Linked DNA regions of Mus musculus: all the other regions are linked to region 1. A link is a contact called in public HiChIP or PLAC-seq and promoter capture Hi-C data. All regions are on one chromosome and are shown on one strand. The core of a region is the stretch at or near the end of the contact, and the rest is flanking DNA. Distances in the headings are between cores, read along the strand shown. Region 1 holds the start of Rnf213 (ring finger protein 213). Region 2 holds the start of Lgals3bp (lectin, galactoside-binding, soluble, 3 binding protein). Region 3 has its middle 42 kb from the start of Mir6935. Region 4 holds the start of Slc38a10 (solute carrier family 38, member 10). Region 5 holds the start of Tepsin (TEPSIN, adaptor related protein complex 4 accessory protein). Region 6 overlaps Baiap2 (brain-specific angiogenesis inhibitor 1-associated protein 2). Region 7 overlaps Baiap2 (brain-specific angiogenesis inhibitor 1-associated protein 2).

Region 1 (3,458 bases), core at 677-3,176:
ACTATGCCTCCCCTCAAAGACCCCTAGATCCGTCCCTCTGGTCATGGCACCTCCCTCTCACGCACACCTTTAATAACTCCACCACTTAGGTCCTGCCTTCCCCTCTGCACTTCCAGACTCTCTGGCTGGGCTATAAGCTACATAGACGTGGGAGAGGAGGGCTACCAAAAACCCGGCAGAGAATCCCATGCTGGTAACCCCAGCACTTGAAAGGTGAAGGCAGAAGATAAGGAATTCAAGGCCAGGCAGGGCTCCAAAGAACTTCTTAAAACCAAAACAAGCAAGCAGGGGGCGGGAAACACAAGAGTAACTATGTATCCTTTGTGGGCAACCCACAAACTGCGGGAAACACAAGAGTAACTATGTATCCTTTGTGGGCAACCCACAAACTAAGAATGGTTAAGAATGGGAGTTGGGACTGGAGGCTTTCTAGCAAACAGGAGCTACAGGAAAGGGCAGAGGCTGAGAACTGGGGTCACAGGCTTCATGAAGGTTGGGAGCTAGACAAGGTGGTGGCATTGAACAAGTGCTTTCTCAGGTAAAAGTGTGGTCTGCCTCAGCCCTCTGTCCTCTCTTGAGAGATGTAAATTTCTTTTAAGAAAGCTCTGCTTTTCGTGGGTAGTGGTGGTGCATGCCTTTAATCTGGGGAGGCCGAGCAGGACAGATCTGTGAGTTCGAGGCCAGCCTGGTCTACAGAGTGAGTTCCACGTCAGGCAGGGGCTATAAAGAAACCGGGTCTTGAAGGCCAAAAAAACAAACAAACAAACAACAATAACAAAAACAAAATGGGGGGGCGGAGGAGGAGAAAGAAAGTTCTGCTTCTCAAACCATGAGTCTCACAGAACAAACTGAAACACACCACGGGGTGGCAGGTTATCTCCTACTACAATTTTCGGTTGGTGTGCCCAAAGCCAACACCACCTAAGTCAGTTCTCTAGTGCTGCTCAGGAAACTGAGAAGCCTGGACTAGAGGCAGCCTTGCACAAGTAAGCGGCCAGCGGCACCGCCTCTCCTTTCCACCAGCTAGAGGACCCTTCCCGTGCCTCCCCCCCTGGAAACTGCGAAGCCCGGACTAGAGGCAGCCTTGCACAAGTGAGCGGCCAGCGGCACCGCCTCTCCTTTCCACCAGCTAGAGGACCCTTCCCGTGCCTCCCCTCCACCCCCCGCCCGGGCTAGACTAAGAAAAAAGCAGATGGGTTTGGGCTAGCCCATTGCGAGCGAGCGCACCTCTCGCTGCAGCTTCGGGGACAGGGGAGGCTCCCGGCTTTGACCTAGGTAAGATCAGCGCCCTGGGCACAGACGCCTGGCACGAAAAAGTTCTGGCTTCAGTTGGTGAGGGCAGACATCTGGCTCGCAAAAGTTCTGCTGCAGTTGGTGAGAGCAGATTCCGGGGCGGAGCCTGGGACCGCTTTACGCGAGGACACGGGGTTGTGTAGGTTGGGGGTCCCCGACCTTCCTGGGTGTTGCTGGGGAGCAGGGCCGACCTAGCGCTGTCCGCAACCCGAGAGTTAATGGGGTCGGAGACTCAGGGCCAGGCTGGACCGGCTGCCTGCAGTGAAACCGAAACTTGGAACATGAAGGAAGTGGCCGCTGGGCGCCGGCGCATCAGGACGCAGGCACCATTCAGGGACTGTGACCACAGGGGCCATGAGCCGCCGGCCCACTCTTCCCTAGCAGGACCGGCACCCAATGAAACAGCATCCAGAGCTCCGCATGTCGCCCCGTGGACCCTTGGCCCGAAACACCCGCGCCCTGCCCAACGGGACCTTGCACCCCGGTCCCTGCGCGTCCCTGAGACCCACATCCCGCACCCTAGGCCTCGCGTCACTGCCCCTGGACTTGCATCCCGCTCCTAGCCCAGCACCAGATCCTGGAACCCCGAAGCCCCTCGCTCGCACCTGCAGTGCCCATGCGCCCGCGCGGACTGGCGCGCTTCGATGAGGGGTCACGGGGCCGGCGCCGCCCCTCCGCCTCCTTGGCGCACAGCCTTGCTGGAATTCCCCGCCTGGTGGCGCCGGCCTAGCTCGCTTGTCCAGAGCGACTACAGCCGCTGCGTGCCCACGGCCTTCGAAATCTCACTGGCTCTTGCACCAGGGTTGCACATTCTCCCCCAACCAGGACGGACCGCCCTGAATGGGTGACCATTGATAGGTTCAAACCTCTAGCCCCAGACATCCAGCACCTTGGACAGTATCCAGGATTTAGCCAAGCTGAAGCCACCCACAGAAGGACCTGGAGGACAGCAAGAGTGTTCACCTACAGGTTGCGTGCATGCAAAGTAGAGTGATGGCAAAGAAGTGATGGCAACCCATCACATCGAAGTCCACCAAAAGCCGCTAGCAGTAGTCATTGCTAGTGGACGGCCACACTGTGTGCTTGCACTTTCTCATCTGTGAGTCTCAGTCATGTCCTTTGCCCCCAAAGCTTTTTAACTAAGTATTAGCAAGTGTGGGGAGACCAAGCACTCAAATATCTTGAGCCTATGGGAGCCATTCTTGTTTAAAGTACCACAGTATCTGAGGATGGCCCTGGACTTCTGATCCTCCTACCTGTGTCTTTTTGTTTGGTTGGTTGGTTGGTTTGGGTTTGATTTGGTTTGGTTTTTTGAGACAGGGTTTCTCTGGCTGTCCTGGAACTCACTTTGTAGACCAGGCTGGCCTCGAACTCAGAAATCTGCCTACCTCTGCCTCCCGAGTGCTGGGATTAAGGGTGTGCGCCACCACGCCCGACTTCCTGCCTGTGTTTTAAGGGCTGGGGCTACATGTGCATACCACCATGGCTGGTCTTATGTTGGAATGGAACCCAGGGCTTCTGGATGCTCAGCAAGCACTGTACCAACTGATCTCGGTTCCCAAACCTCCATGCAGCTCTCTCAAAGTCTTCCTCCTATGCACCTCGGGGCCAGACCCTCATCTTCCCAGATTTTTAAAGTTTTTTTTTTAATTGCACTTATTTATGTTGTTGTATTAGAGCCACAGCATGCAAGTGGAGCTCCAAAGACAGTCTTCTGGAACCGCCTGTGGCTTAGTTTGTTCCTTATGGTCATTCTTTACACTTAATGGGTTCCCTCCCTCCTCTGGGGGTGGTGGGGTTGAGTGAGAATGGCTTCCATGGGCTGATATGTCCAAATACTTGGTCCCCTGTTGATTGAACTGTTTGGGAAGAAGTAGGAGGTGTGGCCTTTTCCACAGGAGGTTTGTCACTGGGGGCAGCTTTGAGGTTTTAAAAGCCCATTCCACGCCCAGTATACTCTCTGCTTTCAGATCCAGATGTGAGCTCTCAGCCACAGGCTCTGTGCCCTGCCTCTATCATAATAAACTTAAGCCCTCTGAACCTATATGCCCAATCAAACCATCTCTTTAATAAGTTGCCTTAGTCATGGTGTTCCATCATAGCAACAGAAAAGTAGCTAAGAGATTCTCAGCCACTCATCAGCACCTGGAGAAAGGAGTCATGGA
Region 2 (3,458 bases), core at 643-3,142, 990 kb after region 1:
ACTGACTGAGGACTCCCCAAGTAGAAACCAAGACCTGGGTTTCTTGTGGAGAAAGGGGAATAGGTATAAGCCAGGCAGAGCCTGGTCTGAATCCTAGAGAGTCGGTCACTGTGGCCGTTGGGAGATTGCATTACCAAGTCAGGCGTGTATGGGAGCCAGTGTATCTGCTTACCAGCTATTGCCTGGGTTTGGTCTCCAGGGCCTTGGAGCCTTCCTCTCTGTTGTCATACCTAGGACAAAGAACTCAAGGCACAGGATAAAAGGATTTGCCAGACCAGAACTGGTGTAAAAAAAAAAAAAAAAAGTAGACACCAAGGACAGAAACCCAGCCGGTGAATTCCTGAACCATACACCTGAAAAGGAACAGGGTGATTTTATACCAATTCTGAGTCACCTGGCTTTGCCTCCTGGGCCATTTGTGTCAGACCTTTTGAATAGTGTTCAAGAGGACAGTTGGGTGTCTTGAGGTAGGAAACCTTACAGTGCTGGTGCCAGGGGAGCTGCAGGGAGCTGCTGGGAATTAGGCCACTGTCTAAACATCATAAGTCTGGGGAAATTTGCCTTTGTAATTTTAGTGTATCTTACATGTTTGGAACTTTTGTCTGCATGCATGTATGTGTACCACGTGTGTGCCTGGTGACCATGGAAATCAGGAGAGGGCATTATATCCTTTAGAAATGGCATTATGGGTGACTGTGAACAGCCATGTGGGTGTTTCAAATGGAACCTGGGTCCTTTGCAAGAGCAGCACGTGTTCATAACTACTGAGCCATCTCCCTAGGCCTCTTTGAATTATATATATATATTTTTACATTTATTTACTGTGTGTGTCTACATGCATGTACATACATGCCACGGTACACTTGTGTAGATCAAGACAGCGTACAGGAGTCAGTTTTCTCTTACAGTGAGTCCCAGGGGTCAAATTCATAGCATCAGGATTGGTTACTGCAAGTCCCTTTACCCGCTGAAGCAGTTTTGGTGGTGGTAGTTTTGTTGTTGTTGTTGTTGTTTTAGGATTTTGTTTCGGTTTTGTTTCTGTTTTTGTTTTTTTCCTTTGAGGCAGGCTTTCTCTGTGTAGCCCTGACTAACCTAGGACTCACTATGTAAACCAGACTAGTTTCTAACTCACAAAGATCCACCTGCCTCTGCCTTCCAGCTAAAGGTGTGTTCCACCATGCCCAATTAGCCCTACTTTAAAAAAAAAGGTATTGTAGAAACCTTTTAAGATTTAATTTTTAAAATTATATGTGTGCATGCATGAGCACACTTGGGTGTGGGTGCCTACAGAGTCTGAGCCCCTGAAGCCAGTTACAGGCTATTCTGAGCCAACCAACATGGGTGCTGGGAGTTGAACTCAGGCCTCCCATAAGAGCAGGTGGTGCTCTTAACCACCAAGCCACTCTAGCCCCCAGCCCTGCTTTCTGCTTTTAGCCTTTATATCGCTATTCTTGTCTCTCAGGACCACTCTGTGGCCCACATACCTTCGCTCTGCGCATGGTAGGTTTGTGCATAAGCTAAGGGCAGCCAGCATTCCCAGGTCCAGGAAAGGATAGTCCAGCCCACATCCACATTCACAGACACGGTCTGACCCGAGCTGCTGCTCCTAGGCCCTCTTTCTGTATCTTTCCACTCTCCTTCGCCAGGATGCCTGCCTGGCCAGCCTGGAGATGTATTTGCTCCAACCATCCCCCAAGCTGCCCCACAGGGTGCCTGCCTGGCTAGCCTGGACTTATATTTGTTTCATCAGCTCAGTATATCAGCTCAGCACAGGGCGCTTGGGTGCCTGCCCTCTGCCCCACAGAGCAGCAAGCAGAAGGCTATTAGCCTTGCTGACAGCCAACCCCAGAAGCAGCCTCTGTCATGTGTTTTCTGAAAATCGAAACTAGGTGAGGTTTACAAAGCATTTCCTGGGACGAGGCTGAGGAAAGCCACATGGTGGAGCTTTTCTCTGCTGAACAGTCTACAGAAGGCTTCCAGTTGCAGCCAGGAAGGAGGCTCCAGGACTGCCTTCAGCCACTGCCTCGCTGCCTGAGGGACAGTTGAGTCCCTCTCTTGCTCCCAGGTGAGTCTCCACTCTACACAGCATGATTTCTGGCAGGCCAGAGCACAGGAGCCAATACAGTTGGGCAGGATGTCCACTGAATGAACAGCTGAAGGGGTGAGTGGGTTAGAGTTTATCCCCGGCCCCCTCCTGGGTCTGTAGATTCTCTCCCAGGACTAAACCTACCTACTCAGTGGTACTGAATGAGCCAGCATAGGCAGGCTTGTCCCATCTTCCCACACAAAGGAGTAGGGCAGAAACAGCCTCTGTCATCCAGTGGACAGCAACATCCACATACACTGCAATGTTCCCAAGGCCTAGAGCGCCTGACCCAGCATGGACAAACCTACGACCACAGTTTATAGTAAATGCAGGGAGTGGGCACCCAGTGCAGTTTGCCTGGGACTCAGGTTTCCCAGAGCCCAGGCCTTCTTGGGATAAAACTGGGGTAATGCCTTGCCACACGGATGTGGGACTCTCTGGCTCCCTCCACCTCCACCAGGGTCCTTGTGGTAGAAGGAGGCCACCCCTGGGCAGACCCTAACCTGTGCTCACTGGCTGTGTCATCTGGAGTCAGTTGGCTCTCTAGCTTCGGCTCTCATTAGGGATGTGGGAACTTTGTGAGTTGTATATTGTTCTGGGTCTGTGCTTGACTAGATGCAGAAGTCTGGTGGGAACCAGTTGGGGGGTGGGGGTGGGGTGCACAGAACTAAGGGCCAAGTCCCACCCATCAGTGTGTTATAGGACTCAACGGTCAGAGCTTATGCCCAGAAAGCTCCCCTGATAGCCAGACTCAGCCACCCATCCTCCATGGTCCAATTAAAAACATAACAGTGAAAAGCCGAAAAAGGAGATTTATTTAATGTGGCCACACTAAGAGGAATCCAGTGGCCTCCCCCATTAATGGCCCAGAGTCTATTAGGGGATATTAACATGAGGTTTACATAGAGGTATACATAGCTAACTGGCTTGCCTGGGCTGTAAATCCCAGAGTGAGCTGTTATTTCCTGGAGACAGGCTTCCTCTCTGGCTATCACCAGGCAACAGCCTTCTCCTTTCAGCGTGAGACTCCCGGGGAGTTCCAGTTCTGCTGTTGCTTCCGCAGTCGGATAGCCAAAGCCTATCCTAGGATCTCTTCACCCCTGCCAAGATGGCTACAAGTGCCCTGGCCCCCTGAGGGCTTGCTCGTGCTGCTCTGGTGCAGAATGTCTGGGGTGGGGGTTGGTCGGTGGGAGAGGGCTGGGGAGGGGCCAATCCTGGTGCTTCTACTGGACCTGAAATATCTCTACTGCTTGTCTCTGGGCCCCTGGTCGGAGTAACAATTTGTGGCTTCCAGTTCCTGCCCAGGAGACAGAGCTCTGTAGCACCATCCACTACCAGTCCCAAGCTGCCTGCTGGGCCTAGAACGAGTCCA
Region 3 (3,458 bases), core at 462-2,961, 920 kb before region 1:
TTTGGTAGGTCCTAAGAGTGTCTGGGTGGCCAGCTGTGACTGCAGGTGACCGTAGCTAGCTCTCCTGACTCATAAAATGCACCCTTTTCCCACCAGGCATTTGAGGCTGTCTGAGAGCAGCCTGGACAGGAGGAATATGGTAGCAGCTTAGTCAGGCTCCCAGGCAAGGTCTGCTCCTAGTGGGCGACCCACACTCAGGATTCCTGATACTTCTACAATGGGCTTCCCACCACCCCGGTACACCTGGGAAGTCTCAGCTCCCGATGAAGACTTCCTGTTTCTTGCGGGGGGGGGGGGTGGCTGGAGCGACCTGGGAACTGTAGAGCTCCAAATGCCGGAAGCTAAGATGCCCAGGTGCCTGAGGGCACAGGAGCAGCACCATTCCCACACCAAACAGTCCAGCAACGTTCACTCTCTGACCAGCAGAGAGGTTCTCTGGGCTCAAAACAGCAGGAGAGGAATGTGCTTAAAACTTCATGGGGTGGGGATTGTCCTCCCCACCTGCCCCGCCAGACATTCACCATTCCCAGCCACCCAGGGGAAGAAGAGCCCACAGATGTAGCCTCAAATACCCCGTCCTTAGGACAGACACCTGCTAGAGGCCTGGGGCTGAGAGACCTTCCAGAACCCACTAGTGTCAGGCTGTTGGGAGGTGCAGTTCACTGTATCACTTGCTAGGAAGGCACTCTAAATTCTGATAGGGTCTTGTAGACGCCCGGTTCTAGGAGGGGACGTTGGAAATGCACTTCCACACCCCATACTCTCTCTCCTTCACCAACCTAGGCTTGAGCAAGAGCTTCACTAAGTCCACTCATGTTATGGGGATACTGAGGGTTCCCTGACTGACCCCGCACCCCACAGGCTGTGTGGACACTGGGTGCCTGTGTCCACAACCCGCAGCACTGTGGCCTCTCCGCAGCCACAGCTTTGCTGTGTAAAGGGCTGAAGCAGTTTCTAGATGGAGGGTGTTGGGACCAGAGGTCAGACCTGCCTGACTCCCTGACTCCCCCAGTTCAGCCTAGAAAGCTCTCTCTCTGGAGTTTTGCTGGCTCTGGGCTTCTGAGGCACCATTTTCCACTCCAGACAGAGTCCACTACTACCACTGACTGACTGAAGGTTTAGGAAGAGTTAGCACAGATGGGCAGTCAGGGCAGAAGTTCTGTCCCATTCCCACGGAGCCCGTGTGAGTCTTGGATAGGAACGGAGCTCATTCTGCAAACAGGATCAGGTTGGTAAAGATTCTCTCTCGCTAAGCAGTTTCCCACGTGGCCTCACTCTTAAGAAAGATCCAGAGCCCCTCTTCTATCACTGAATGTTAGGTTTTTAGAAACATTCCAAGCTTGCTGCCAGGTTGGTTCTGTTCTTCGCCACAATTCCTAGGAGACAAGGAGAAAACGAGGGTAAGAAACCCGGGAACGGAGAATGAAAGAGCTCGTCCAAGGTCAGACCCTAAGAGGGCTGCGTTGCAGGCGGCTGCTCCTAGTTCGCGTGTGCGAACAAGCGGGGGGTTCCGGGAGGCGCGCAGGGCCGGAGTGGGCGCGCAGGTGGCGGGGCCGGAGCGGGCGCGCGGCGCGGGCGCAAAGAACAAAAGGGCGCCCCACTCCCGTCCCACCCGCCCTCTCTTAGCCAATCGGCTTGGCCTGAGCAGCAGAGGCTCTCTAATTGGCTGCACAGCGACCAATCACACTCCAAGGCTGAGAGCCCCCCCCCCCGCAACCCCACGTGGGGTGATGTTCCTCGCTAGAGAAGGGCGGGGCACGGAGCTGGGCCTCGCTTGGCGCGCCTCGGGGACCTGACGGCGACCCGTGCAGCCCTGGGGGATCCCCTGCGGTCGCCAGTGGACCTCGTAGCCTCCGGTCCCCATGGGGGCGTCGTCAGGCTCCTTCGGCGCCTTGGGAGTGCAGAGCCTCCCGGATGGGAGGTGGTAGGGCAAACACGGGGTTGACCCCCGCTCTCATGGGAGGTGTTGGGGGATGCAGAAGAGCGCCACCTGGGTTTGGCTCGGAGGCTGAAGCTGGTGGGGTGGAGGAAAGGAAGACACGGTCCTGCTGTTTAGTGGCAGAGGCATCAGTTCATTCTTGGATGGAGTCCGGTTTTGACACCTCCTCTCATGCCCTGGGGACACAAAGAGAGGTGGCCTCTGTGCAAGCTTGGGGGCTAGTCCTCCCCAGGCCGTTTCCATTAGTCTCCCCTCCAAACTACTCCATGTGGAACATACTAGAATGTTTTTTGATACGGGCAATTGACACGGTCTTACATTTTTATGGCACCCTCAGACGGGACATTTGAGGAGAGTTGAATAAATGGAAAATACATGACTTAAAGGAGGAGATGTCTAGTACCCAAGCCGGCAACCAAGGGGAGCTGCCTCCACCCTAGACAGGGAGGGCAGTTGCAGTGGAGAAAGAGGCCCGTTTAGGAGCTGTGACCTTGGAAAGGGGACTCAGTGACCTGACAGGGAGGTGCTGGGTGGTGCAGCACCAGCTTGCCAGCGCTTCCCACTGGCCGAATGGAGGCCCAAGCTGGAGCAAAGGAACCCAGGCCAACACTGCCTGCAGCCATTTTCTGCTATGGGTAGGGAGATGGGGTAATGGTGGGGATAGCTGTGGTGGTGTGTCAGGGTGCTGAGGCCCAGCAACAGGAGTGTGTCCTGCGCTTGTACTCAAGTGTGAATAGAGTCTTAGGAAACATTGGGTTTCGTTTGTGAGCAGTAGGCATATGTAACATAGGTGAGGCCCTGAGGCCGTCCACCTGTGCAGCCTTGGGATGGATTGGATGGGACTGGGCAGAACCTTTGTTCCCACAGAAGACAGCCTGCAAGGCACAGAGTGGTCTCAGGGCAATAGTAGGGACCTAAACTCTGTCTCAGGGACTTGGGTCCTGCTTACTGGTGTCCTGGGGCCCCGCCCTGGGGAAAAAACGGGCACAGACCAGGCATGGAAAAGTTTGTGGTCCAGATGAAGATGTGCGGGAACCACAAGAGGTCTAGAAAGGCTCCTCACAAAAAAATGGGAGCCAAGGAGAGGTGTGGAGCTTGATGCGGCGTTTAAAGGCCGCTAGGACTTGGGTGGGGGGCAAGGCACAGAGAAAGGCGCAGAGCAGGGAGGTGATACCAGGTGTCCGGAGAATGTGGCCCATGGCGGGTGTGGTCGTGTGCAGCGGGCCTCTGACAAGAGGAAGGCGGGGGACACTGGCAACACCCCTCCTCCGTCATAAGGTGGTAATGATAGGATTATCTGGGAGGCTGCAAGGAGGATGTGCTGTGTGCAGTCCAGTGTCTTGCAATTGACAATTGCAGGCTCAGTGCACGCATATACACTGTCAGTACAGGCTCTGGTCACAGTCAAGGAGACGCGGGCCGTGGGTGTGTGGGCCGAGTCTTCTGTGTGGATACTGTGGAGGATTTCCAGTAAGGATAGCTCCCTTGCTCTTCTATCCTGCATTGTCTGAAGTTGCTG
Region 4 (3,458 bases), core at 564-3,063, 760 kb before region 1:
CCTGCTTTGTGATTGTGATGGTGTCTAGACCTCCAGGCTCCTTCCCACCTGTTGCTCCACTTCTGCTCAGGTCCTGCCCTGTTCCCAAAGTGTAAGATGGCTTTCTATCACCATGTTTATGTCTATGTTCCCAATCCCATGATGAACTGAAAAGTTACCTGCTTCTTCTTCTTCTTCTTCTTTCTCTCTAAGTACACTGTAGCTGTCTTCAGACACACCAGAAGAGGGCATCCGATCTCATTACAGATGGTTGTGAGCCACCATGTGGTTGCTGGGAATTGAACTCAGGATCTCTGGAAGAGCAGTCAGTGTATCTCTCCAGCCCTGAGCAGCCCCTTCTTAGGGATGAACATCAGATACATGAATATGGAAACACAGAAACGGGTCAGATAGATTGTGGACAATGACTTCACTTACAAACGATGAATACAGACACTTAGTATTTTGGTTTTTTCTTTTTAAAGATTTATTTATTTAATGTATATGAGTACACAGTTGCTGTCTTCAGACACACCAGAAGAGGGCATTGGATCCCATTATGATGTGGTTGCTGGGAACTGAACTCAGGACTTCTGGAAGAGCAGTCAGTGCTCTTAACCACTGAGCCATCTCTCCAACCCTATTCTGGCTTTGTATTCAATTACTCCTTTTTTTTTTTTTTTGTTCGAGACAGGGTTTCTCCACGTAGCCATGGCTGTCCTGGAACTCACTTATGTAGACCAGGCTGTCCTCAAACTCAAGAGAGCTGCTTGTCTCTGCCTCCTGAACGCTGGGATTAATGGCTCATGCCACCAATTGCTCTTTCTAGCTTTTCCTTTCTCTCTCTCTCTCTCTCTCTCTCTCTCTCTCTCTCTCTCTCTCTCTCTCTCTCATCTCTAGAAGCTGCTCTGCCTGATGCTGGAAGAATTTGTCCCTTGTCTGAGATCTTGCATGGGCCTCAAATTGTTTTCTAGGAGAGCCTCTTTAGGCAGCTTGAAGTTCCTCCTTGCATGCACAGCTCTGGCCTCCTGGAATCATTGTGGGGTCTTTCTTGGACCTCAGGTCCCTAGGCCTTCATTCACCACAGACACCACCATAAAGAACACTGCCAGGTGCCAGTAATCCACTTAGGTGTTGGAGCGTTCTCTTTTCTCTAGTCTCTTTAATGTCCATTACTCCAGGAAGAATTCTCATTAGTCCTTCCAGTACAGAAGCCACCATCTCTTGAAATCCTAGATTTCCCTAGTCTCTCCTTTTTACCTTTCCTCTGGTTTTCTTTCATATTAGGGCAGTAGACCATTTTCACCCACTTAGCGTATCAAACAGACACATCTCCATGCTCCCTCCTCCAGGCTGTTGTGACTTTGCTGAGTCTCTGAACCTCCCGGTGTCCCGATGATTTTTATCTGTAAAACGTTAAGTGCTAATTTTGTCCCAATAAGTTGGCATTCAGTCTAGACAGGTCCTCCAATTGTGACCCAAAATCCTTCCTGTGCGCAAGGACCTGAAAATTAACCCTCAAGAGCCCACTCCTCACCTGAAAGGTAGTCCTTCTCTTTCTCTCCTGTTGTTCCACTAGAGGTTGTACCCAGCAAATGACTCTTCTACCAGCGGCCACAGTCACTAGTCTAAGCCTGGAACCCCTAACCCAGATTGTAGCCCCGCCCTGATTCAGACCCCGCCCCACGTCCCGCCGTCCCTCCCCCCACATACTTCTTATTGGCCAGAGTTACGCCTAGCTCCGCCTCTGGGCCCACCCAAACCACGCCTCCTCGGGCATACACACCTACTTCTAGTTGGCTGGCGTCCCGCCTCATCCCGCCCTTTGATACCGTCACTTCCTGGTAGAGTAGGCTCCGAAGGCGGAAGTTTGGGTGCCGGAGGCAGCGAAGCGGAGCTGAGGTGTTGCTAGCGTTGCCTGCGGCGCTTCCGGGTTCCCGCTTCACTCTGGGGAGGCGGAGGCGGGAACCTGGAACCATGGCTATGAGGCTGCTGCGGAGCCTGGCAGGGTCTGGAGGCTGACCTCGCGACGCCTGTCCGCGGCCCCCCCTGCTTCAGGTTTAGGGTTATCTAGGGTCGCTCTGTCCTGGTCCCTAGACCCTCAAAATGACGGCCGCCTCCACCTCCAAGTGGGGGCTGATCACGAACGTGGTGAACAGCATCGTGGGCGTCAGCGTGCTCACCATGCCTTTCTGCTTCAAGCAGGTGAGTCGAGGGCGCGGGGGCATCAGGTTGAAGTGCTCGTTTGGTGGGAAGGGGGTGTGAGCACCGCGGGTCGGGAAGAGACCCAAGCAACGTCCCCGAAGCGAGTCGCGGTCCGGATCTGCGCGCTCAGCGGTTGCTCACACTGTACGGAAAGGCACAGAGAAGGATACGTTAGCGGATTGATAGTGGTTTTGTTGGTCCTGTTTTTGACTCTGACCGACTGCATGGCACGGAAGCATGCCGGTCCTCGGCTTCGGCTACTCACCTTTACTCAAGGCGATTTAAAGCATTCGTTTGGTCTGATCTGTATCATGTGTCACCGCAGTTGGAAAAGCCGGCATACAAAAAAGTTTGGTGTTATTTCTGTGTTGAATGCCACATGAAAAGATGGTCATTTCTACGTGGCTTTGTTGTGTCTGCCAGTGAGTTGCGGAAGCAGATGGAAACGTCAAATTGGGTAATGACTCTCTTAACAAAGGGAGTGGCGGGGTTCCCCGTCGCTCATCCATGCCACGCGGGCTGCTGTCCTGTTCTATTGAAACAGTGGGTTATCAAGGCAGAGACCACTCCTCCTATCTGATGACTCCCAGGAGATGAGGTGGAAGATTAATCCGGGATAGACATTTGGAAGTGAAAATGGGTTGTTGATAATTTAATAGTAGACTAACAACTACTTCGTGTGTTTTGTCGTTCACATCCCAGGCTAAAAATAGAAAACAAGTTTTTTTAATCAATGAGTTTTTGATCCTCAACAACCTATCCTGATTGAGACTGTATCTAGGGTTCCCGGGTAGGGTATTTGATATGGTTAATAGATGTAGACAGGAGGACAGAGCTAGATCCTCTGGGGTGACATCTGTGTTGTGAACCCCAGTGTTGAGTTGTTGGGGGATGGTTTTGGGTGTCTTTGGAGTGCCTACGTGTCCCAGTGTCCATGGAAACTGTCTGTCAGCAGAATTGCATCCTGGGACTTGAGTGTTGGCTGGTTTCGAATCTCCAAGTGAACTCTGTCATCCTTGCTGCCTGTCTGTGAAGTGTGACTGACCCTTTACTGGGGTCTGTCATAGCTGACTGGGAAATTAGCTGTTTGGGCTCAGGTGGTTGAGCAGTCTCTTGTGGAGCCTGGCTGTGCACAGGTGCTAGGCCTCTACCAGAGCAAACGGAGATGATGAGCCCAGTGAAGATCTGCTTGGGGAGAGCTTGGAACCCAGTGCAAGAGAGACCAGAAACAGTCAAACTGTGCCTAAAACCTGTCAGTTCCTATCACTAGATTG
Region 5 (3,458 bases), core at 563-3,062, 710 kb before region 1:
ATTAATGGTGTGCACCACCACACCCAGCTGAGAGCAGAGTTCTATGGTCCAGACCTGCCACCTTTGTGGGGTGGGGGTGCAGGTGTCCTCTGAATACATTGTCCTTGGGAGAGACCAGTTCCTTATACCATGCTTTATATATAAAAGTCTGAAACTATACAAAATTAAATCATCTTCATGTTACATCTCAACCAAATCCAGATCCTCATGTACACACTGCCGGGAAACAGCCCTGCCCTGCCTGCCCATGGTTCAGGGTGGGAGGAACCATTACACAGCAGGAACTCTGCTGCCCATATGCGTGCTGTCAGGACAGGGCCTCCACGCCCACCGCTCTTCCTAGGAGCCTCCCATCATGGTCTTCTTGGCCTGGAAGAGAAAGCATTTTGTTTCAGTGACTTATTTCCAGTTTAGATATGGCTTAAAGCAAGACATCTACCACATCAAATGCCACCTTATCCCAACCACGCTAAAGAACTGAGATGCTAGTGTGTCTCGGGGGGTCCCAGCCTGGGCTCACCTACAGAGGACGCCTGGCCCCTGTGACTGAGAGTTTCTGTTATGAGATGGGCAGGGATGGAGGGGGAACCACAGGGGGGTGCCTTTATCTGGTCCAGGCAAAGCAGCAGATGGAGTCACACAATTCTGGTCAGCCACAGAGAGGGTGGCAGGGACAGCAGAAACTCTGAGCATTAGGAGTGTGTTTAGGGTTTCAATGACAGCTGCTGGCCACCAACCACAAGAGTAAAGGCTTGTGTCAAGTTAGAAGGAACAAGAAAAGCGCAACACCTGACGACTGAACAGCCTCTGCCGGGAAACCAAAGGCTGTATGTAGGTGAGGCTGGGCTGTAGTCAACTCAAACACTGCTCCTCATTCCCGCCGAGGCTACTGTGGACCTGCTTCTGATGCAGTGTGTCTGTCACCCTGGGTTCTTAACCACCGACCCTAGCTCTAGTGGAGGGGTCATGGGCAAAAAGGCCAGGATCAAGAACCCAAGCGGCTCTCAGCATCGCTTCCGTGCTGCAGGGAGAACCTGCTGCGGACCTTGCACTTTACTCCTCGGGGACAGGGTGCGTCAGGGGTGCGTGCCTAGCAGGACACTGCCCTGGCATCTAGCAGGAATTGCTGGGAGAAACCAAGTGGAGCTGGGGTCGGTCTCATCGGGTTGCCCATCGGCAAGACGCCAACAGCTAACTGGAGGCCCTGTCCCCTTGTCACTGGAGTTGCTTGGCGGAAAAGAGGACGCCAGACAGAGATGACGTAGCAGGGACACGCCCACCTACCGCGGCGGCGAAGCAGCTCCGCAGGGCCTCGAACTCGCGAACGCAGAGGTCCTTACTCAGGCGGCCTCCTGGGGCGGTGGACGCCTGCACGCACTTGCCATAAGCCGAGGCCTGAGGGAAGACGGGACAGTACAGGGACCTGACCCGAGTCGCCACCCATCCCGCTTCCGCTTCCGCTCCGTTCGCTCCGTACCTCAGCTCCACAGGCCGCCAGATGCTCGGGGAAGGCTCGGAAACGGCTCCGCACACGCCCCCACACCGCTCCGTTCACAGACATGAGCGGTCCTTTTAGGCTCTCGAGGGCGCCGCCATCTTGGGCCCTGCCTCTTCCGGAGTCGAACGCGTGAACATCCGGACTCTCCGCCTATCCTATTTTCTGGTTGGTCAGAGTCACAGTCCTGTGCTTCTGTAATTGGTCGCCGTTCTTGTCCGTCTCTTGCTGAGACTTTGGATTGGCTGAGACGCAGATGTTCCCGCCTTCGTGCCCGCCCCTTGCGAGCGATTGGTCGGGGGAGCGAGAGGAGCGCGACGATTGGAGGATCGAAGCCTGGCGGAAGCGGGGCAGTTTGGGAGGTTACCTGGACCATGGCAGCTGTGCCGCCCCTGCGGGACCGCTTGAGCTTCTTGCATAGGGTGAGTGAAACTCGCCGGGTGTGCTGACCTCCGGCGCCCGGGAACCTCGCTAGATTAGCGGGGACAGACACTGTCCAGCAGCTGCCGAGAATGAGTGTGCCTGCCGTGATAGCAGAAGGTTAACCCCAAGGGCGGCGGGCGATCTCCAGCGGGGCCCATCGGCTCTCCCCAGGCTTCATTTCAGAAGATCCTGGAAGCTCGTACATCTCTGGGGGACAGGGGGCATCTGGAAGGCCATAGCCACGGGGTGGCGAGAGCGGAGCCTGCTGCCAGCTGTTGACTGCAATAAATTGATTGCCTTGAGCTTTCTGACTGGATCTTGAGGGCACTGAGTGGCCCCAGGGACCCTTCTTAGGCTTTTAAGAGTCCCTGCTACAAGAGATCAGATCACTCAAGTCTGGGACAAGATCTGAAGTACTGAACTGTGCAGCTCCCTCCCTACAGATCCCCTTGAAGGCACTGTAGACAAATAGCACGGTGAAGACATACTTGTCTTAAATGTTCCTAAACCTCGCCCTCTCATCCAGATACTGATGGATGAGATGAGGTGTTCCCAGATTTCAACCAAGTAAACACCATAGGCTTGCAGGGACACGCAAGGAAGTAAGTAAGCAAGCACAACCAAGCTGATTCATGACTCAATAAGATGGAAGTTTGCTATCTTCAAGGAACCTTAAAGTCCCCAAGCTGAGCGGTTCTCACTCTTTGGGTCTGTACCCAGTAGTCTCACCCATCCAATGCACAGAAAGCCCTGAGATTCTTTCTGTTGCTGTTACTTAGTGTAGGAGGCAGGGGCTGAACCTCATCTTGACCTCGTTAGAGAACCTTTGTTGATTTTCCTCTTTCCCGGGTCACTCCTCCATGCCAGAGCAGAGCCTGTTTGCAGCTCTGCTTTGTGGCCCTTAGGGTGACTGTGGCCCTGCCCAGACTCTCTCCTGGGCAGTTTTAGCCCCAGTCAGCATGAGGCTTGCTTCCATTCCCTTCAGTGGCTGGGACCTACCCTGTCTAAGATGGCAGCTCACCATGGCCCTCATTCCCCTACAGCTCCCCATCCTGTTGAAGGGGACCTCAGATGATAGCATCCCATGTCCAGGCTACCTGTTTGAAGAGATCGCCAGTATCCTTCTGCACTGTTCCCATTGGTGGGTTTAGTGTTTAGTACGGAGGGGATCCTGACATAGCAGGAAGGGATACTGCATCAGGGTGGGGTTTTCTGCTATTCCAGGAGCACTGACAACTTCTTTTTTTGGATTTTCGAGACAGGGTTTCTCTGTGTAGCCCTGGCTGTCCTGGAACTCACTTTGTAGACCAGGCTGGCCTCGAACTCAGAAATCTGCCTGCCTCTGCCTCCCAAGTGCTGGGATTAAAGGCGTGTGCCACCACCGCCCGGCTCACAGACAACTTCTTTTTCCTACTATCCAGATGTGTGTGGCAGTAGGATTTGGGGGAAACACCAAGAACTGCAATACCAATAGTGTAGAGACCAGGACACCCTAAAAGTTCCAGGGCTGGTTAAACCAAAGCCTGTGGGAGTGGTCTTC
Region 6 (3,458 bases), core at 613-3,112, 600 kb before region 1:
TTCTATGGCAAGTGCTTTATCCACTGAGCCATCCCCCAGTCCCCATACAAATCTATCTTTGAGCCTCCATGTAGGCAGGCTAGCTTTGAACTATAAGTCTTAGTTATGCCCTGAGCATGAGGTAATCTTCCTGTCTCTGCCTGTTATGCTGGCATTACAAGCGTGTGCCATCAATCCCAGCATTCCTTGGACTTCTTCCTGAGAAGGGGAAGGAAAGGTACCAGTGGCAGGCCATCCCTTCCAGGCTTCAGCTCCATGAAGCATAGAAATGTCAGCGTAAGAGGGGGGGGGGCTCCTGCAGTACGCTCCCATGCCCTGGCTCTACTGAGGCTCCTGTCACCTACAGTTTCTTTTGCCTCAGAGTCGTAGCTCCAGCAGCTATAGAATGGTCTCAAGAGATACTGACTGAGGAGACCCAGGGAAGCCTGCTGCTGGAGAGAGAGCATGGGCACCCACCACTGAGGATGTGGAGAGCGGAACAGGTGAGCAAGCCTTAGATTGTTTCATGAATATCATATGCAGGTGAAGAGAGGCCTTCATCAAAGACATATGGATCACTATCCCTGGGATAGCATGTGCCTGGTGAGGGGTCTTCACCATAGAGCATGAACTGAAAAATGACCTATCCCTCGCCTTTTCATCTGGGTTATCTGGGTTTCACCTGGGCATCCAATCTGGGTGGCCTTGGGAGCCCCCTCAATCCTCAAGATACTCTGGGCTCAAGAGAGATATGTGGTCAAATGATTCCATAGGATTCTGAGAGCACTGCTTTCCCCAAGCCCCATCTAAAGACGCAATCCCTTTGAAGCCCCTGAGGTCACAGGTACTTCTCTGGCCACCAACAGCGGTCTTGTCCCAACTACTCTTGAGCTTCCTGGGGGAAACATAACCTACCCAGGAAGGTTCTTGTCAAAAAGCCCAGGACCAGTGCAACCTCCAGACCTGACTATCTATTCTGAATGTGCCAAGACAGAGGGGTAGGGGAATTCAGAGAGTCCAGGGATGTCAACTTCACAGGGACCAGGGAGAAGGTGGTATCAGGTGACATTTGGCAGTTGACATTTAGTGGGGATAGTCACAAACTGTAAAGATAAAGGGATTTTGGGGATGGGTGGATGTGCTGACACATACCATGAAGACAGACGTTCCAACTGGAAGTGTATAGCTCAGTGGTAGGCGCCTGCATAGCACAGGAGATGCCCTGGGCTCCACCTCAGCCTGGCACAGAGGTGTGTGCTGCACACCAGCATTCCCAGCACTCCTGAGGGTCTCCTCAGCGATATAGAGAATGAGGCTCACCTAGAATCCCTGAGATCTTGCCATTTTAAAACCAACCAACCTAAGAGAATGCTCCTGCCTCTGTGTTTGTTTCTGTTTGTCACTGCTGAATCCTTATCCACCTGCCTAGAGAACCCACATCCTAGGGACCCCCATACTTGGCTGGGGTGGTCCGTGGCAGTGACTTGTATCAGTTATATGTAGTTTACAATTTGAAAGAAAGCCTCAATCAATAGATAGAAGCCATCCACACCAACAGAAACCACTGGACAGAGCTATGCTATAAGAATGTGTGTGGAACTTGGTTTCATAGCTAAACCTTACTATGATAATCAAACTGCCCAAGTGTCAAGGAAGGGTCTATTTACACCCAGGTATACGCAGACGCCTCTCTAGTGCATCTCTTGCGCCCACCCCTCTTAGGCTGAACTCCCACCAGCCTGGAGCAGCTGTTGCAGAAGCGCTTCCTAAGGCGACTGTCTTCCAGCAGGGGGCAGGCCTGAGCTGCCAGGGTGCTCACAGCTGACTCACAGCCACCTCGGCGGAGCTCTGACTCAGCGTGGGTGGGCGGCTGAGCTGTGGGCGGCAGAGGGGGTTGGAGCAGGCTGTTCCCTTAGCATCTCCCCACACAAGGCTCAGCTGGAGGGACAGAAGAGGGGGAAGCCCAGCTGGGTGGGGGCTGGTCTCCACCGAGGCTATCGGTGCCAACTCTGCCTACCAGCCAGCACCAATCTCTCCAAGGTCAAGGCCTGCCATACTCACACCCTTGCCACCAAACCTACACAGATTGCTGCTTCTGCCCTGCAGCCCCACACTAAACTCCTGCCCTCCCCACTGACAGGACCAGTCTGAGAAGGCCTGAGAATAGGTCTTGGTCCTCTCAAGCGGCAGCAGGGCCCAGCCATAAGGTCTGCCAGGTGGGACTCAAGACAGTTATTGTAACAAGAGAAGTCAAAATAGCAGGTGAGAGTGGTGTTCCAGCCTGACAGTGGGTTCTGCTGCTGTGATGGGGGGGGGCGGGGGGGGCGCGTTCCCTCCTCCCTCTCTGATCCTCTTCTCTCTTCTCTCTCCTCCACAGCGTCAAGTACTTTTCCTTCGGTTATGCAACATGCGCCTACCAGGGCTTCCTGCTCCCTGAACCTCCCCTGCACTCCAGGGTCCTCTGGGAAGTAGGGGGTGGGGCACGAGTCTTGTTGCCCCCACAGGAGCTGTGCTGGGAGGACTCCAGGGAGTCTTGGAGGAGGCTCAGCCTGGGTGTGAGCTCCTTCCCAAGCTTTAGAGAAGAGTGGTGGGATGAGACCAGACATACTCTGGGTCAGGAAGGAGTGGGCTATTCTCCAGGAGAGGAGCACACCTGCCAGTCACCATATAGGGCTTAGCACTGGCCTCTTGGATCCCACTCATTCCATCCCAGGCATCAACTGTCTGGTGCTGGGGCTCTCTGGTCTTCAGGGCTGAACTAGGCTGTGAGTAGAGTTCCTCCTATGACTCCTGTTCCTCTGGCACAGGGATGGACACACGGACACACACACACACACACACACACACACGTACACACACACACGTACGTCTCAGCTTGGTGGCCAGCTAAGGAACAGTCAAGGTTCTGAAGGCTAGGGTGGACCCTTGCGCCACTGCCCTTTCCAGAGACTTCTCAAGGACAACAACAGGCAAAAGGGCTCAGCAGCAGAGTCTTACAAGCAGAGCCGAGGTGCTGTGACAGGAGAGAGAAGGTGCCAGTGATAATCTGCATCATTTCGTTATCTTGGGACTTCAGAAAAGAGGCACCACTTGGAACGGTCACCTAGGACATCAGCATAAACCAGGCCACAAGGCCCCCTGGGTCTCCTTGCCCTGAGAACAGCACCTTCCAAACTGAGGCCTGAAGCCAGCCCACCAGCAGCAGTTTCTGGGTTTGTAGGCTGCGCACTACCTTTACAGAGGCTTTCAGCTCCCTGGGGTACAGGGCACCGGTGTGGGGCCCGGCCTCATTAGCAGGGTCTGACAGCCTGAGTTAGGAGAGCATGGCGTCTTATTTTTAAGATTTCCATTTACTTATGCACCCCCAGGAATAAGTGTAACCTCACAGGTCACACTTCTGCACCTAGGGGTGGTCCATGAAAAGGGGAGGGGACAGAGCATCAGAGCAGTGCACTTAGAAGGACTTTAAAATCCCCAGC
Region 7 (3,458 bases), core at 292-2,791, 580 kb before region 1:
AAGTTTAACCCCCAGAGCCCATATAGAGCTCCATTGCGGAAACGGGTGGCCTGCATAATAGACCTCAACTACAGGGTTCATAGGAAAGGGCTACAGCCCCTGACAGCAGGTGTCCAAGCAATGCCTGGTTGCCAGAGTTACTAGGACTAGGTCTCCCAACGCTGGGAAGGCCCAGCTGAGCAAGGGCTAAATGCTGCTTGTCCCCATTACTATAGGCACAGCATCCCCTGCTGAGAGCCGTTGCTCAGACAGCCCCATCTTCTGAGCAGCAAGGGTGAGCGAAGCATGAAAAAAATAAATAAGAGAAAAGAGCCCCCAGGGTCTCTGAGTAGTAGGTCCCTGGTGGTCTCCTCACAGAGACAGAGGGCGCACTGCCCTCTGAGATTCTTCCACCAGGTGCCAGGATGGGTGTGGTGGCAAACCTGCAGGGGTCCCAGCCAGACCCCAAGTCATGCTCATGCAGCCAAAGATCAGTGCATAGTCCTGTGTCCTAGATCTCAGTGGGTTCCCTGGGCATTTTGTGGAGAAGCCAGCTGGCAGGAATAAGGGTCCAGGAGAACTAAGTTTGCTTTACATACCATCAGGGACTCTGCTCCTGGACCCTCCAAAGTAAGAAAGGAAAACACACACACACACACACACACACACACACACACACACACACACCACCAGAGGTGCCAGTCAGTCAAACCCTTGCAGGTTCAGGAAACTGGATCCAGCGGCCACAGGACCCCATGTGAGCCCCAATTTTAAGCAGCATCTGAAGACCATCCCAGAAGGACACATTAATAAGCACAGCTGTAACGTGGCCACTGTGTTCTCTGCTGGAAGAGAGACAGGCTTCCCTCAGACCATGGGAGTGGCTGAAATGCTCCATATGCAAAGTCTTAGAGGGTGGCAGACAGGGACTGCTTCTCTGTAGTCAGCAGCCCAGGTGGAGTTGCAGGGTCTGGAGAGGAGGCACCTGCATCCCCTGTGTGATTGGAGATGCTATAGCTTCCTAGAGGTCAGTTTGCCCCCAGAGCACAGTAGGAGCCTAACAGTAGGAGCCCTGTGCTACTGGCTTGTCAACAGTGGGTGCTCGACTGCTGAGCACCCCAGTCATTCTGAGAGGAGGCAGAACTGCCATCCTCTCCGCAGTAGCAGAGGGGCTCTATGCCAAGGGGTCAGCTGCTCAAACCTGGCTGGAAGCACACATTACCTTCCAGAGCCTTCTGAAGCAAATATCCATAATGCTCAATTATTCTGGTGGCTTCTAGAGCGGAAAGGCACCTCTGAGAGCTAATTAGCATACGCCTGAACAAGGCCCGAATATAGAGCTCTCATTAGGTGAAGACAGACAGCTGAGGGGGCTGCCAGGGCACCGTGCTGTTAAAACCACCGGGAGGCAAGAGGGGCGGACAGGAGGTGAGACAGTCAAACCCTCCCTAACCTCCCCCCCTCCCCACTGGACAGTTACCAATCCTGCCTTCTCTCAGCTACTCTCCACACACTGGTTCCTCAGACGCTCTTCGCCCATCTATGGGAAAGCCAGAGTGGAATGCGGCCAAGGGGTGACCAAGAGAAAAATCAATGGCTGTGTTGCCATGGTGATAGCGGTAGACAGCAGAGCTTATAGTCATGTTGTTCTGAAACAGAACAAGTCCAAAAGCCACCTCAATGTCCATGTTGTGACAACAGTTGTACCATGGATACTAGGGACTCTGAGGAAAGTAGGGAGAGGCAGGGCCAAGTTCAGGCTGGCATCCAATGTCACCACTGTCCTGAGTCACTGACCACTATTTCCATCTTGCCTGCTCAGGTTCCTGGACCAGTGTCATCCAGGGGACTGCTCCTATCTGAGGATTTTCAGGCACCTTAGTCAGTTGTGGACCACATGTCTTCGAGTCATTGTACAGAGGCAGCTGCTGCACAGGTCCCACTGTGGCAAAGAGACAAAGATGTTGGGACAAGACCTAATGTCCTCCCCATATAGGTGAGCAGTCAGAATCTTCCGAGGGAACAGGCTCTCGGGGCCACTCCCTGCCCTTGTCCACTAGAGATCATCTCAGTGAGACCTGCTGGTCCTCAGTCCTGTCTGACTCTTCTTCTACCTGGTGTCTGTAAGGAGACTCAGGTCTGACTGGAGAAGGAAGTGACCATGTCCCCACTCCCATCCATGGCGCCTAAGCTCCTTTGGTAAAGCAAACTTGACCCTTTGTGTGAGAAGCCAAGCTCCTGCCCACAGTGGACACATAGAGTCCACTATCTTCTTTCTGGGTAAATTTACCCCTTAAAATCAGCCGATCCGAGGGAACAAGCATACCTCAAAGGCTGGTTAGCAATGTTGCTTTGTCAGCCTGGTACAGCATCAACTCTGAGTCCTGAGCAAGCGTCACAGGGTAGGAAGCCCGACAGGGACAGGCGCCCAGGCCATCAGCACTTTCACATGCTCAGCAGCACCAAGACCTCAGAACTCTAGTGTCTAAGCAGAAAGAAGTACTACTGATGTGGAAGACACCAGCAACTCGAGCCGAAGTCCATTCTGGGATCCAGCTACCCTGGGGATTTGACAAAAGTTCCAGCAGACAGACAGACGGGGGGTGAAAGGTGGATGGGCAGCTCAGAACCTTCCTGAGGGCTGCTGTCCCACAGACCAGCGCCTGTCTGATGACTGGGCTCCAGTCTGCCTTTCATCTCTTCAGCATTCACTGTCCTCTGACACTTCAGAGACGCGTCTAGCATTCCTAGACATTGTGTGGATGTGGGACTGTCTATGCCATACTCACTTCAGCTCGCAGGCTATCCAGGACATGTCTGAGCCCATTCTTCAGTGATACACTACTTTCATGAGACTCCAGGTCAGGAATCAAGTGTTTCCAATATAAAACTTATACCAAGGATGATGTAACACAAGCCCAGAGTTGTTAAAAGATTTCAGTTATTAAAAAGATAGGACCTGTTACTGTTAGTTAAAACTCGTTTTTAGATTTATTTTATATATACACAAGTGTTTTGTCTGCATGTGGATATGTGTACCAGTCAGGCCCACAGCTGGTTGTGAGCTAATATGGATTCTAGAAGCTGATCCCAGGTTAACTGCTTAGCCATCACTCCAGCCCATTTTTTAGTTTTTTCACACAGAATCTCATGTAGCCTTGGGCTATATAATCATACTGTCTGGGCTCCCCCAGTGCTGGGATCACAGGTTTGAGCCAAACCTGCTGCTTCCTCCTTTAGGACCGTTTTGTGGTTCATTTCTTTGATTTTGTTTTTGGGAGTACTTGAAACTAAGTCTCAAAGCCAAGTGATTTCAGGGGTCCCTGGTTTGAGGCCACCTCAACTTCCCTCCTGTATACATGCCAAAATGCACATGATCTAACCCCTGTGGCAACTGCTCTTTAGGGGACCAGCTACATAGATGCCTTTAATCTCAGACTTGGCTCTTGACTAGTCTTGCTACTGGACAAAAATCCTGT

Evidence for each region. Promoter capture Hi-C pulls out the DNA fragments that hold promoters and counts their contacts. HiChIP or PLAC-seq counts read pairs in DNA pulled down with a chosen protein or histone mark. Capture Hi-C pulls out chosen DNA fragments and counts their contacts.
Region 2: a contact with region 1 is called in an HNF4G HiChIP or PLAC-seq map of pancreatic cancer cells. The contact joins the promoter of Lgals3bp here to the promoter of Rnf213 in region 1.
Region 3: a contact with region 1 is called in an HNF4G HiChIP or PLAC-seq map of pancreatic cancer cells. The contact joins the enhancer-like site here to the promoter of Rnf213 in region 1. A contact is called at or near these places in 2 of 39 promoter capture datasets (liver and pre-B cells), 1 of 484 Hi-C or Micro-C datasets (embryonic stem cells), 4 of 115 datasets of contacts at active chromatin or transcription factors (embryonic stem cells, large pre-B cells and pancreatic cancer cells) and 1 of 9 other capture datasets (pancreatic islet).
Region 4: a promoter capture Hi-C map of liver shows a contact between it and region 1, with 4 times the contacts expected there. The contact joins the promoter of Slc38a10 here to the promoter of Rnf213 in region 1. A contact is called at or near these places in 2 of 39 promoter capture datasets (liver and pre-B cells), 1 of 484 Hi-C or Micro-C datasets (embryonic stem cells) and 7 of 115 datasets of contacts at active chromatin or transcription factors (bone marrow-derived dendritic cells, embryonic forebrain, embryonic stem cells and 2 more).
Region 5: a promoter capture Hi-C map of liver shows a contact between it and region 1, with 2.2 times the contacts expected there. The contact joins the promoter of Tepsin here to the promoter of Rnf213 in region 1. A contact is called at or near these places in 3 of 39 promoter capture datasets (hippocampal neurons, liver and pre-B cells), 5 of 115 datasets of contacts at active chromatin or transcription factors (bone marrow-derived macrophages, embryonic forebrain, embryonic stem cells and 2 more) and 2 of 9 other capture datasets (adipose tissue and liver).
Region 6: a FOXA1 HiChIP or PLAC-seq map of pancreatic cancer cells shows a contact between it and region 1. The contact joins the enhancer-like site here to the promoter of Rnf213 in region 1. A contact is called at or near these places in 3 of 39 promoter capture datasets (the 3T3-L1 cell line, liver and pre-B cells), 3 of 115 datasets of contacts at active chromatin or transcription factors (embryonic basal ganglia, embryonic stem cells and pancreatic cancer cells) and 1 of 9 other capture datasets (pancreatic islet).
Region 7: a contact with region 1 is called in a FOXA1 HiChIP or PLAC-seq map of pancreatic cancer cells. The contact joins the enhancer-like site here to the promoter of Rnf213 in region 1. A contact is called at or near these places in 5 of 39 promoter capture datasets (liver, maxillary cranial neural crest, pre-B cells and 1 more), 3 of 115 datasets of contacts at active chromatin or transcription factors (bone marrow-derived dendritic cells, large pre-B cells and pancreatic cancer cells) and 1 of 9 other capture datasets (adipose tissue).

The regions. Positions count from the first base shown.
Region 1 is chr11:119,388,567-119,392,024 of GRCm38.p6, reverse strand. Rnf213 (ring finger protein 213) reads right to left here and starts at 1,926. Exons shown (of 68, transcript NM_001040005.3): 1 at 1,899-1,926. Mir1932 (microRNA 1932) reads right to left here and starts at 1,553; the gene lies at 1,464-1,553.
Region 2 is chr11:118,400,393-118,403,850 of GRCm38.p6, reverse strand. It overlaps Lgals3bp (lectin, galactoside-binding, soluble, 3 binding protein), which reads left to right and starts at 1,892. Exons shown (of 6, transcript NM_011150.3): 1 at 1,892-2,065.
Region 3 is chr11:120,303,509-120,306,966 of GRCm38.p6, reverse strand. No RefSeq gene overlaps it. Among named protein-coding and RNA genes, the nearest start is that of Mir6935, 42 kb to the left of the region's middle. Within about 2 kb of position 1,711, at least 315 of the 459 cell types and tissues checked have an H3K27ac peak or open chromatin away from gene starts, as enhancers often do. A contact at or near this core is called in liver, pancreatic cancer cells and pancreatic islet, where this site is marked.
Region 4 is chr11:120,149,706-120,153,163 of GRCm38.p6, reverse strand. It overlaps Slc38a10 (solute carrier family 38, member 10), which reads left to right and starts at 1,813. Exons shown (of 17, transcript NM_024249.5): 1 at 1,813-2,184. The coding sequence starts at 2,086. It overlaps Gm11769 (a long non-coding RNA gene), which reads right to left and starts at 2,757. Exons shown (of 3, transcript XR_389232.4): 1 at 2,450-2,757; 2 at 1,766-2,326; 3 at 443-1,385.
Region 5 is chr11:120,097,085-120,100,542 of GRCm38.p6, reverse strand. It overlaps Tepsin (TEPSIN, adaptor related protein complex 4 accessory protein), which reads left to right and starts at 1,812. Exons shown (of 13, transcript NM_183137.2): 1 at 1,812-1,917; 2 at 2,962-3,034. The coding sequence starts at 1,870. It overlaps Ndufaf8 (NADH:ubiquinone oxidoreductase complex assembly factor 8), which reads right to left and starts at 1,609. Exons shown (of 3, transcript NM_001110242.1): 1 at 1,478-1,609; 2 at 1,285-1,395; 3 at 119-369. The coding sequence starts at 1,561. The coding sequence ends at 340.
Region 6 is chr11:119,989,840-119,993,297 of GRCm38.p6, reverse strand. All of the region lies in intron 6 of Baiap2 (brain-specific angiogenesis inhibitor 1-associated protein 2), which reads right to left. Among named protein-coding and RNA genes, the nearest start is that of Mir3065, 23 kb to the left of the region's middle. Within about 2 kb of position 1,862, at least 154 of the 459 cell types and tissues checked have an H3K27ac peak or open chromatin away from gene starts, as enhancers often do. A contact at or near this core is called in embryonic basal ganglia and pancreatic cancer cells, where this site is marked.
Region 7 is chr11:119,968,359-119,971,816 of GRCm38.p6, reverse strand. All of the region lies in intron 3 of Baiap2 (brain-specific angiogenesis inhibitor 1-associated protein 2), which reads right to left. Among named protein-coding and RNA genes, the nearest start is that of Gm11767, 27 kb to the right of the region's middle. Within about 2 kb of position 1,541, at least 36 of the 459 cell types and tissues checked have an H3K27ac peak or open chromatin away from gene starts, as enhancers often do. A contact at or near this core is called in pancreatic cancer cells, where this site is marked.